Regions from separate parts of the Mus musculus genome. Here region 1 is linked to region 2. The links are chromatin contacts, called in public HiChIP or PLAC-seq maps. All regions are on one chromosome and are shown on one strand. Each heading gives the region's core, a stretch centred on a gene start, on an enhancer-like site or on the middle of the called end of the contact. The rest is flanking DNA. Distances are from core to core; before and after follow the strand shown. Region 1 has its middle 24 kb from the start of Agpat4. Region 2 holds the start of Map3k4 (mitogen-activated protein kinase kinase kinase 4).

Evidence for each region. HiChIP or PLAC-seq counts read pairs in DNA pulled down with a chosen protein or histone mark.
Region 1: an H3K4me3 HiChIP or PLAC-seq map of bone marrow-derived macrophages shows a contact between it and region 2, with 4 times the contacts expected there. The contact joins the enhancer-like site here to the promoter of Map3k4 in region 2. A contact is called at or near these places in 5 of 39 promoter capture datasets (the HPC-7 cell line, embryonic stem cells, hippocampal neurons and 2 more), 3 of 484 Hi-C or Micro-C datasets (embryonic stem cells and erythroblasts), 10 of 115 datasets of contacts at active chromatin or transcription factors (bone marrow-derived macrophages, embryonic stem cells, fetal liver and 3 more) and 2 of 9 other capture datasets (adipose tissue and liver).

The regions. Positions count from the first base shown.
Region 1 is chr17:12,092,718-12,096,912 of GRCm38.p6, forward strand. No RefSeq gene overlaps it. Among named protein-coding and RNA genes, the nearest start is that of Agpat4, 24 kb to the right of the region's middle. Within about 2 kb of position 2,309, at least 91 of the 459 cell types and tissues checked have an H3K27ac peak or open chromatin away from gene starts, as enhancers often do. A contact at or near this core is called in adipose tissue, bone marrow-derived macrophages and pancreatic cancer cells, where this site is marked.
Region 2 is chr17:12,317,066-12,321,666 of GRCm38.p6, forward strand. It overlaps Map3k4 (mitogen-activated protein kinase kinase kinase 4), which reads right to left and starts at 1,595. Exons shown (of 27, transcript NM_011948.2): 1 at 1,433-1,595. The coding sequence starts at 1,563. It overlaps 4732491K20Rik (RIKEN cDNA 4732491K20 gene), which reads left to right and starts at 1,788. Exons shown (of 2, transcript NR_045290.1): 1 at 1,788-2,107.

The DNA.
Region 1 (4,195 bases), core at 1,059-3,558, 220 kb before region 2:
TACCTGTACAGGACTCTAGGAGAAAGGAATCACAAAGGATAATCTCTGGTTCCCTAGACCTCCTCTAAAATCCAGGCAACATTGTTACTCTGAGCTCATTTGGTGCCCAAAGTATCCCAGTTATCCTAGTAAGATAAATAAGAAAGCAGGAGGGTGTGGCTTTGCTGGGGTGGGAACCAAGAAAGAAGAAAGGAGGGCCTGCCTGCAGGGCTGAGGGATAGGGATGCAGAGAGGCAGTGCTCCCTCCACAGCCAGCATGGGCAGACAATCTGGGAGGTGGGAAGGAGGAGACATCTCCCAGTCAGAAGGATAAGAGAGGTAAGGACCCAGTTCTGGGCCAGGAAAGCAATGGCAGATGCTAAGCATCCAGGAAGCCTTATGGCTGGACACAGTGCCAGCTCAGTCCCCTCTGTCCCTTCAAGGACCTTTGTTCTCTTCAGGCACAGAGCGTGTGTGTGTGTGTGTGTGTGTGTGTGTGTGTGCCTTGCTCTATTGAATTTTAATCACATCTTAATACCCAGGTGACTGTCTTGTTGTTCGAGGAGAGGCATGGAGCTAAAGACAAGTTTGAGCACAGATGGTCACTGCCAGCCCCAGGACGCCCCCTGCATGGCCTTCTACTGCCCTGGGCCCTCTGCGTTGTAGACTGGGGACCACCTACAGGCTTCTACTCCTTCTGCCCCTATAGGCCTAGCAGACAGTTTCCAGAGCTCAGGGCAGAATTCATCCCTGCCTTCCCTAGGGTGATGTGGGTAGAGTGAGGGCCCGTCACGCACTGCTTATCCACATGCTGCTTTTGGGAACTATTCCAAGACCTATGATAATTTTTTCAAAATGTCTCATACACACATACACAGGTATACACAAACACATACATACACATATATATACATACACATAAACACACATATACATAGCTTTAAAAGTTTGCTCAATTGGAAAGAAGAATAAAACTATTATGAAATTTGCAGGAGAACAGGTAGACCTGGGAAGTAGCTTATTAAGCGACGTGGCCCAGACTCCAAAAGAGAAGACTCGCACACTCCTTCACATATGCTGTAGTGGTTTGTATGTGTTTGGCCCAGGGAATAGCACTGTTAGAAGGTGTGGCAGGAAGTTGTTGGAGGAAGTATGTCATTGTGGGTGTGGGTTTTAAGACCCTCATCCTAGCTCCCTGGAAGCCAGTCTTCTATTGGCCTTCAGATGAAGATGTAGAACTCTCAGCTCCTCCTGGGCCATGCCTGCCTGGATGCTGCCATGCTTCCACCTTGATGATAATGGACTGAACCTCTGAAACTGTAAGCCAGCCCTAATTAAATGTTGTCCTTACAAGAGTTGCCTTGGTCATGGTGTCTGTTCTCAGCAGCAAAACCTTAACTAAGACATATGTAGATCCTAACTTTTATTGTTATAGATATGTAAAAAGGGTGTGTGTGTGTCTGACAGGGGTATAGACTATGGAACTAGCAAGGAGTCCTCAAGAGGGAAACAGGAGGTGTTGAGGAAGTGGGTGTGGCCACAAAAAGTCACATGTGATGGAAGCAGGAAGTTACAAGGGGGAAGGAGGAAATGAGAGAAGCAGGGAAACAAACAAACACAAATTTGTTTGGAAAGTGCCATAATGAGACCCAGTAGTAAGAAAAAACTTTTTGAGAAGTCAGTTGTCTGTGTAAGGGCCAATTGCGCATTAAAAGAATACATAAAAGGCCCTGGAATCATCACTGTGACTGTCCTCAAAGCCTGATTTGCTGTAAGCCGAGCCATGAATAAGATTATCATGGACTGAGCCATGTTTCAACAATTAGAAGCTCTGGGAGTCACTGTATTTGGGGAAATGGCCTTTGAAGAGGTAAAAGTGTGGCACTAGGGTACACCCTAAACATCATGATTAGTGGCCCACTAAGAGGTTATAACGTTGACAGGCACAGAAAAGGAACCTTCTTGGTGACACAAGATGAGCCATTTGTAAGCCAGGGGATGTCCCCCCTAGCAGACACCTTGCTCTTGAGTATATTCCCTCAGGCCAGAAAAGTACAATTTGGTTATTTCAGTCCCTAACTTGGTGGCCAGATCTAAGAGTGAAGTAGTGAGGGAGAGAAGTTGGGGTTCTCTCAAGGGAGGGTGCCATAACTGCCCCAGGAACTGACCAGTGACAGCCAGGCAGAGAATAGAGCTGGGTTCATATGGAAAGGCTCCTCTGAGCCCACTGTAGTAATGGTAGCAGCTGCAAGCCCCAGCTGAGTGCAACCTTACTCCAGCCTCCCATGTACATAAGCAAGTCTTGGGCAACTGTGGAGACAGAGACGCAGAGGTCAGAGAACAGGGTATGTAACCACTCTGTCAAGAGCTGTCTGGACTGTCAGCATCCACACAGCATGCGTGAGTCTCAGATGTGGAAATCAGAGCACGACCAAAGGTGAAGTGGGGTCTCCCGATCAGGCCCCTCCAAATTCACATCCCATCCTCGCCCTCTTGCCACCCCCTAAACTCCTCTAGCCCTGCTTCTGGAATATGAAAACCCAGAGCTAAGTAGTCTCTGAGGTTCCTTTTTGTACTAAAATTCTATGGTTTTGATTCATAATGGTGACTCATGCTGAGTCAACAGGGAAAAGGTTAGAGTGTGTTCTGCAAATTCCGCTCAAGAAAACAGGCAAGCATGCACTCCATTGTACAAACGCTTCGGAGCTGAAAACTGCTTTGTTGTTGATCCAAGGAACACTTAGATCCTGGGAGAACTGACTTCAGCTGGGCTGGTCCCTGTGCAGTACTCACAGAATTGACTGCAAGCCAGGCTGCCTCTGCAGAGCCCTCTGCTCAGTGCCATGAGACTACCTACCGTAGGCTTCAACAATCAGACAATGCTGTTGGTATGAAAAAGCAGATGACGTTAGTGTACAATAGCATTTAAATGTGGCTTCTGTAGCAGTACTTTTTCTTAAAAAAAAAAAAAGAAAGAAAGAAAAGAAAAAGAAAAGAAAAGAAAAGAAAGAACAGAAAGAAAAAAAAAACCTGAAAAAAATACATCTGCAAGAAAGAATGGTTTACTTTGGCTCATAGTCTAGCAGTCCAGTCCAGTAGAGTGGAGGAGGCAAGATGGCAGGCAAGAGTGGGGCAGCTGGTTACATTGTATCCACAGTCAGGAAGCAGAGGTAGAGAGATGAAAGCTGATATTCAGCTTGAGTTCTTGTTCTTATTCAGTCTGGGCCCCCAGCTCATGGAACAGAGTTGCCCACTGTCTTAGGGTTTTACTGCTGTGAACAGACACCATGACCAAGGCAAGTCTTATAAAAAACAACATTTAATTGGGGCTGGCTTACAGGTTCAGAGGTTCAGTCCATTATCATCAAGGTGGGAGCATGGCAGCATCCAGGCAGGCATGGTGCAAGAGGAGCTGAGAGTTCTACATCTTCATCTAAAGGCCAATAGGAGAAGACTGGCTTCCAGGGAGCTAGGATGAGGGTCTTAAAGCTCACACCCACAATGACAAGGCCACACCTTCTAATAGTGCTATTCCCTGGGCCAAGCATATACAAACTGACACACCCACATTCAGGTAAATCCTATCACCTCAGCCCAATCCAGAGCGTCCCTCCAGACCCTGGTGACTTGTCCCCTAGGTGACTGTATTAGTCTGGGTTCTCTAGAGTCACAGAACTTATGGAATGTCTCTCTATATTAAGGGAATTTATTATGATGACTTACAGTCTATAGTCCAACTAACCCAACAATGGACAGCTGTGGATGGGAAGTCCAAGAATCTAGTAGTTGCTCAGTCCCACAAGGCTAGTTGTTTCAGCTGGTCTTGTGTAGAGGTAGGTTCCAACAGATGTGCTGGCAAGTCAATGCAAGCAGAGAAGAAGAGTGAATCTTTCTTTTGCCAATGTCCTTAGGTAGGTCTCCAGCAGAAGGTGTGGCCCAGGTTAAAGGTGTTTTCCACCATGCTGGATCTGGAACTTGCTTTGTCCCAGGCTGACCTTTAACTCAGAGATCTCTTTGCCTCAGTCTCCTGGGATTAAAGTCCTGTACTAACTTTCCTGGGCCTAAGCTTTTCATGGCCACTATGCCACAAGATCTCCATGCCAAGATCTAGGTCAGCAACTTGTGTTTTCCAGCCACAAGGTCTGGATCACAGGTGTGCCCTCCAATTCTGGATTGTAGTTCATTCTAGATATAGTCAAGTTGACAACTAGGAATA
Region 2 (4,601 bases), core at 345-2,844:
ATAGCAGATTTTTATCCCTCTGCCTAACACCGCTCAAGTCCATTTTCTCCCCCGAGAACAGTTACATAGAATTATAATGTCGGGTCTGTGGGTATGAAATCATCCCTCTTCCTCGTGATAATTAAGGCACAAACTAGGCAGCCAGACTTTTGTTCATTACAAGCTGTTAATCTTTATATATGCTATTTACCTTTTGCCTCAGTTTCCTCTTACATAAAGGAGATGAATAGCAGAATTAACTCATAAGACTGTTATAAAGATTAAATGAATTAACAAAAGTAATGGCTACGTGATAAAACATTTTAAGCATTAAGTAAGGACTCACATTTATTATTTCTAAAATAACGATTAAAGGAGTAAAAATTGCTCAACAGCTCAATACATTAAGAAAATTATGAACTTTCTGAAAAAAGACTTCTAATAGCACCCTGTACTATTCCTTAAAGAAAATGCCCCAAAAGATGTCACAGAACTATCTTGAAATTAAGAAACACAATGCAGTAGCTCTCACGGCTTTGAAAAAGTAAAATTCCTCTCAGGCAACCCAGTGGTGACAAGCAAGGATGTGAATGGCTCCCGTGTTCGGGTCTCGCTACAACTATAAATTTGCTATTTCTTCAAGCAGGAAAAAGCAAAGCTATTTAACTGCCTTCTTCCTGAGGTTATAGAGCGAGACCTTAAGCCAGGAGGAGTTGTGGGAGTGTTTTCACTATAGGGGACAGGAAGCAGTCAAAGTTTATCCTGAGATGCAAAGGACTGGCATTTAAACACAAAATCAGGACACCGTGAGTTTACCCTCCCAATTAAAACTTGAGACTCTTCGTAGCAGTTAAAAGAGCTTCTACGGAGCAGAATGCAACAGATACTCTGGGTACCAAAGTTCCATCTTGGAGCTTCCTGCGGTAGCAAAGTTTCACACATAAACCCTTAGCTATTTTCGTGCGCAACACTGCATCAGGCTGTTGCTAGAAGACAGTAAAAGGATCTCTGACAAGGAACCTTGTCTGCAGTTACGTGAAGCTTCGCCCTGGGGACAGAAGGCTGGGAGGCGCGCTGCAAAGGGCTGAAGGAGCAAGGAACTGCCGAGAGGCACGTCGCCTCTCTTTTCCTGGAAAAAGGAGAAAGATGGACCACCTTCCTTCCATCCGATCACTGATCCGAGCCCGAGCGGCAGTCCGGGGCAAGCTGGGGCTGTCTGCAGCAGGGCCCCGGGGAGCACTACTGCAAAGGCCAGGGTCGCTCGGGAGCTTGGCCTCCGAGCCCGGGCAGGGGTCGCGCGGAAGCGGAGCACCGGGCTCCGCGCTGCACCGCGCCCCTCCCGCCACCGGAGGTCCGGATGCTCCGCGCCCACCTGGCGCGCAGCCGAGGACCCCACGCCCCCTTCACGCGCCACCCTGCTCCCTCCGAGCTGCAGCTGCAGCCGTGCACTCACCTCGCCGCTGGGCAGCACTCCGGATCCGGCTCGGGCTGTGGCGGCGGTGCTGGCCGCAGCTCCTCCATGGCGGCTGCAGGGGTGTCGGCGAGGGCAGGAGGGGGCACCGGCTCGGCGATGGCGTCTCTCATCCGTGCACCAAGCTTCGCATGACCGCGGCGGGTCGTCAGCTGCAGCCTGGTGCGGGAAGACCAGGAGCCGCGGGGTGAGGGAGTGACTCGACTCCGCCTCCGCCTCTAGCCCGCCGCAGGAGCCGTGCGCGCAGCGGCCATCTTGGGAACGGCGGCCGGCCGAACGCTGGGCTACGGCGGGCAGCGAGGGACACGCCTCGGCGGGCGGCTGAGTCCGCCTGGGCGGGGCGAGGCGGGAGGGAGGAGCGCACTGGCCAGTGGTAAATCAGGTGTCGCTGGGTGACCGCGGGTGGCCTCGGGAGGTCCTGAGGCTAAGGGCACAGGAGACATTTGGAGAGGTAGGGTTGTCTGGGCGAGCAGGAATGCTTCATAAACTGGAGCTCAAGGTCTCTGCGCCACTGGATTCTGCCTTTCGGAATAAGGATGATGTCACCCAGACGCCCACAGCTCTGACATGGAAGTGTGGGCCTTCTGCAGACTCAGACCATCAGAGTGACACACCAATCAGGCAGCAGAGGACGCCGTCCTCACCCAGGATCCCAAGGTTAGAAAGTGCTTTTTCAGAAACTTGCACAGTTGCTACACTAAAGAAGAAAGAAAGGGATAAAGAAGTTGTAAAGATTTGAAGTTATTAAAAGAATTGAAATAGCAGAGCATCTTTCAGTCATTCTTAGCTTGCGCAGCTTTACAGCCTTTGAGTTGCAATCATGCCTTCTGAAATCCAGATTCAGTTCAGAAATCGTATTCAGAATCAAATATGTTTGTTTCCACTTAGTTTGATTTTTTTTAAAAAAATGATTCTTTAGCTTTGCTATGTAGAGATATAAATTTTGAACAAATTTTTTTAACTGACTGAAAGAAAAAATTTCAAGGTAAGATTTAAGAGCTAAGCAAGATAAAGATACTCTGAAATCAGCTGTGTTACAGAAATGTCTCTGTAATTAAAGAGCATACTCTTGCTGTTGTTACAGTAGACTACATTATCTATAATGTCTGCCAGTGCTGGATTTCTGAGTTGACATCCCTTTCATTAATTCAACAACATGCAGTCAGTCAACAACTATTCAGTGCACATATTGCATTAGGACTTCGGGAGACACTAAGGAAGCAGCCGTGAGAAGTTGCCTAATGGAGGGAGAGAGAACAAAGCAAAACGAAGCATTCAAAGGAAATGAACTCAGTCTATCCTAATAATTTTAAAGACCCATTCATTTTCACTGAGAGCTCTGCAGAGTGTTTCCCATCTCTCTGTAATTCTGATAGTTTCGTCTCCCTCTACACTGGGCTAACCTGAGCCCTCCTTAAATTGCATATGAGGAGAGTCGATAAGGAAACCTCTGACTGCTGCCAGGAAGTGAGCCAATGGGCACACTGCTTCCCACTCATAAAACGCTGAACACAAATCAGCCTCAGGAAGAGCCATGACTTTTTTTTATCCTTCATTGTCTACTGGGTACCGCATATTCTAGAAGGAACTAAAGACATTTACATCATCTCATCGTACCACTCGATGTGCATAGAGACCTAGATTACTTGATACTAACTCGGTTTGTGTGCAGGGCCTTTTTGCCTCAACATACATAGATAGACTAGCTGATTCACAATGGTCTTTCTCAGCAGCACTCTCCGGTGCCTCCAGGGTTCCAGGCCAGAGACCTCAGCATCCTCCGCTTACTCTCAGAGCATTTCTTTACCTCTAGACTGTTGGCTCCTTTGGAGCAGAAACCATTCTTTGGACCTACGTGTCACCCAGTCACCAAGTGTCAGGAGCCCAGGGCTTAATACATGGTAGGAACCTAGCAAATACTGTTATGGAGGCGTTAAAGACAAGCCACCTTAGAACATGGCAAATGGTCACCTTGCTAACTTCACTCTTAAATGGCTTCAGAAGGAGCCACTGGCCTACCTTCTTGCATGCGACAGGATGTAAAGGTTCTTTGGGGAAGGGCCACCTCGAAGAGCCATGCTGGAAGATGCCCTTGATCACTGGAGACTGGTAACTGAAGATTCTGTAAACCTGAAAAAGCAAACTCCAAAATAATTGTTATTTTGCTGTAGGCCCACATCCACACCATCTCTCTCTTTCTGAGTAGCACCCCTAGAATTTAATATACTCTCAGATACCTATTGTTCCTGACACTTCTTCACAGAGTTAGGGTTCTTTGTCTAGAATGTGTAATAAGTATCATGATATGGTTGTTTCTTTGAATTTTTTTCTTTTGGGAAGATCCTAGAAAATTAATAAAAACTGCATAGAAAGGAAGAAGGGAAGAAAGAAAGAAAGAAAGAAAGAAAGAAAGAAAGAAAGGAAGGAAGGAAGGAAGGAAGGAAGAAAGAAAGAAAGAAAGAAAGAAAGAAAGAAAGAAAGATTTTGTGGCTCAAGGAAGGAAGGAAGAAAGAAAAGAAAGAAAGAAAGAAAGAAAGAAAGAAGGAAAGAAAGAAAGAAAGAAAGAAAGGTAGATTTTGTGGCTCAGCTCTTGCTATCCTCAGGTTCAGAAAGAAAGATAGATTTTGTGGCTCAGCTCTTGCTATCCTCAGGTTCCTCTGTCCACCTGAAGAGCCCACAGAAGAGATAGGGAACATTCATTGGGTTGTGTGTTGTTTCTACACTAGTTACTCCTAGTGTTATTTAGATTTCCACCTATAGATTAAAATTACCATTTATCAGATGTTCTTAACAATAGTGTCATCAGAGTCTATGAAAATCCTTTCCCCATATCTTCGAGAATGAATTCACATAGCCTCTGTTGCTTTTTGTTGTTGTTGTTGTTGTTTTGTTTGTTTTTTGGGGTGTTGTTGTTGTTGTTGTTGTTGTTGTTGTTGTTTTGAGTCAGGGTTTCTCTGTATAGCTCTGGCTGTCCTGGAACTCACTCTGTAGATCAGGCTGGCCTCAAACTCAGAAATCCGCCTGCCTCTGCCTCCCGAGTGCTGGAATTAAAGGTGTACACCACCACGCCCGGCTCCTAATTTTTAATTTTTAATGATGACTTGGGGGTTGAGAGTGCAAACCAGTCTTGCTGGGGACCTGAATTCTGATC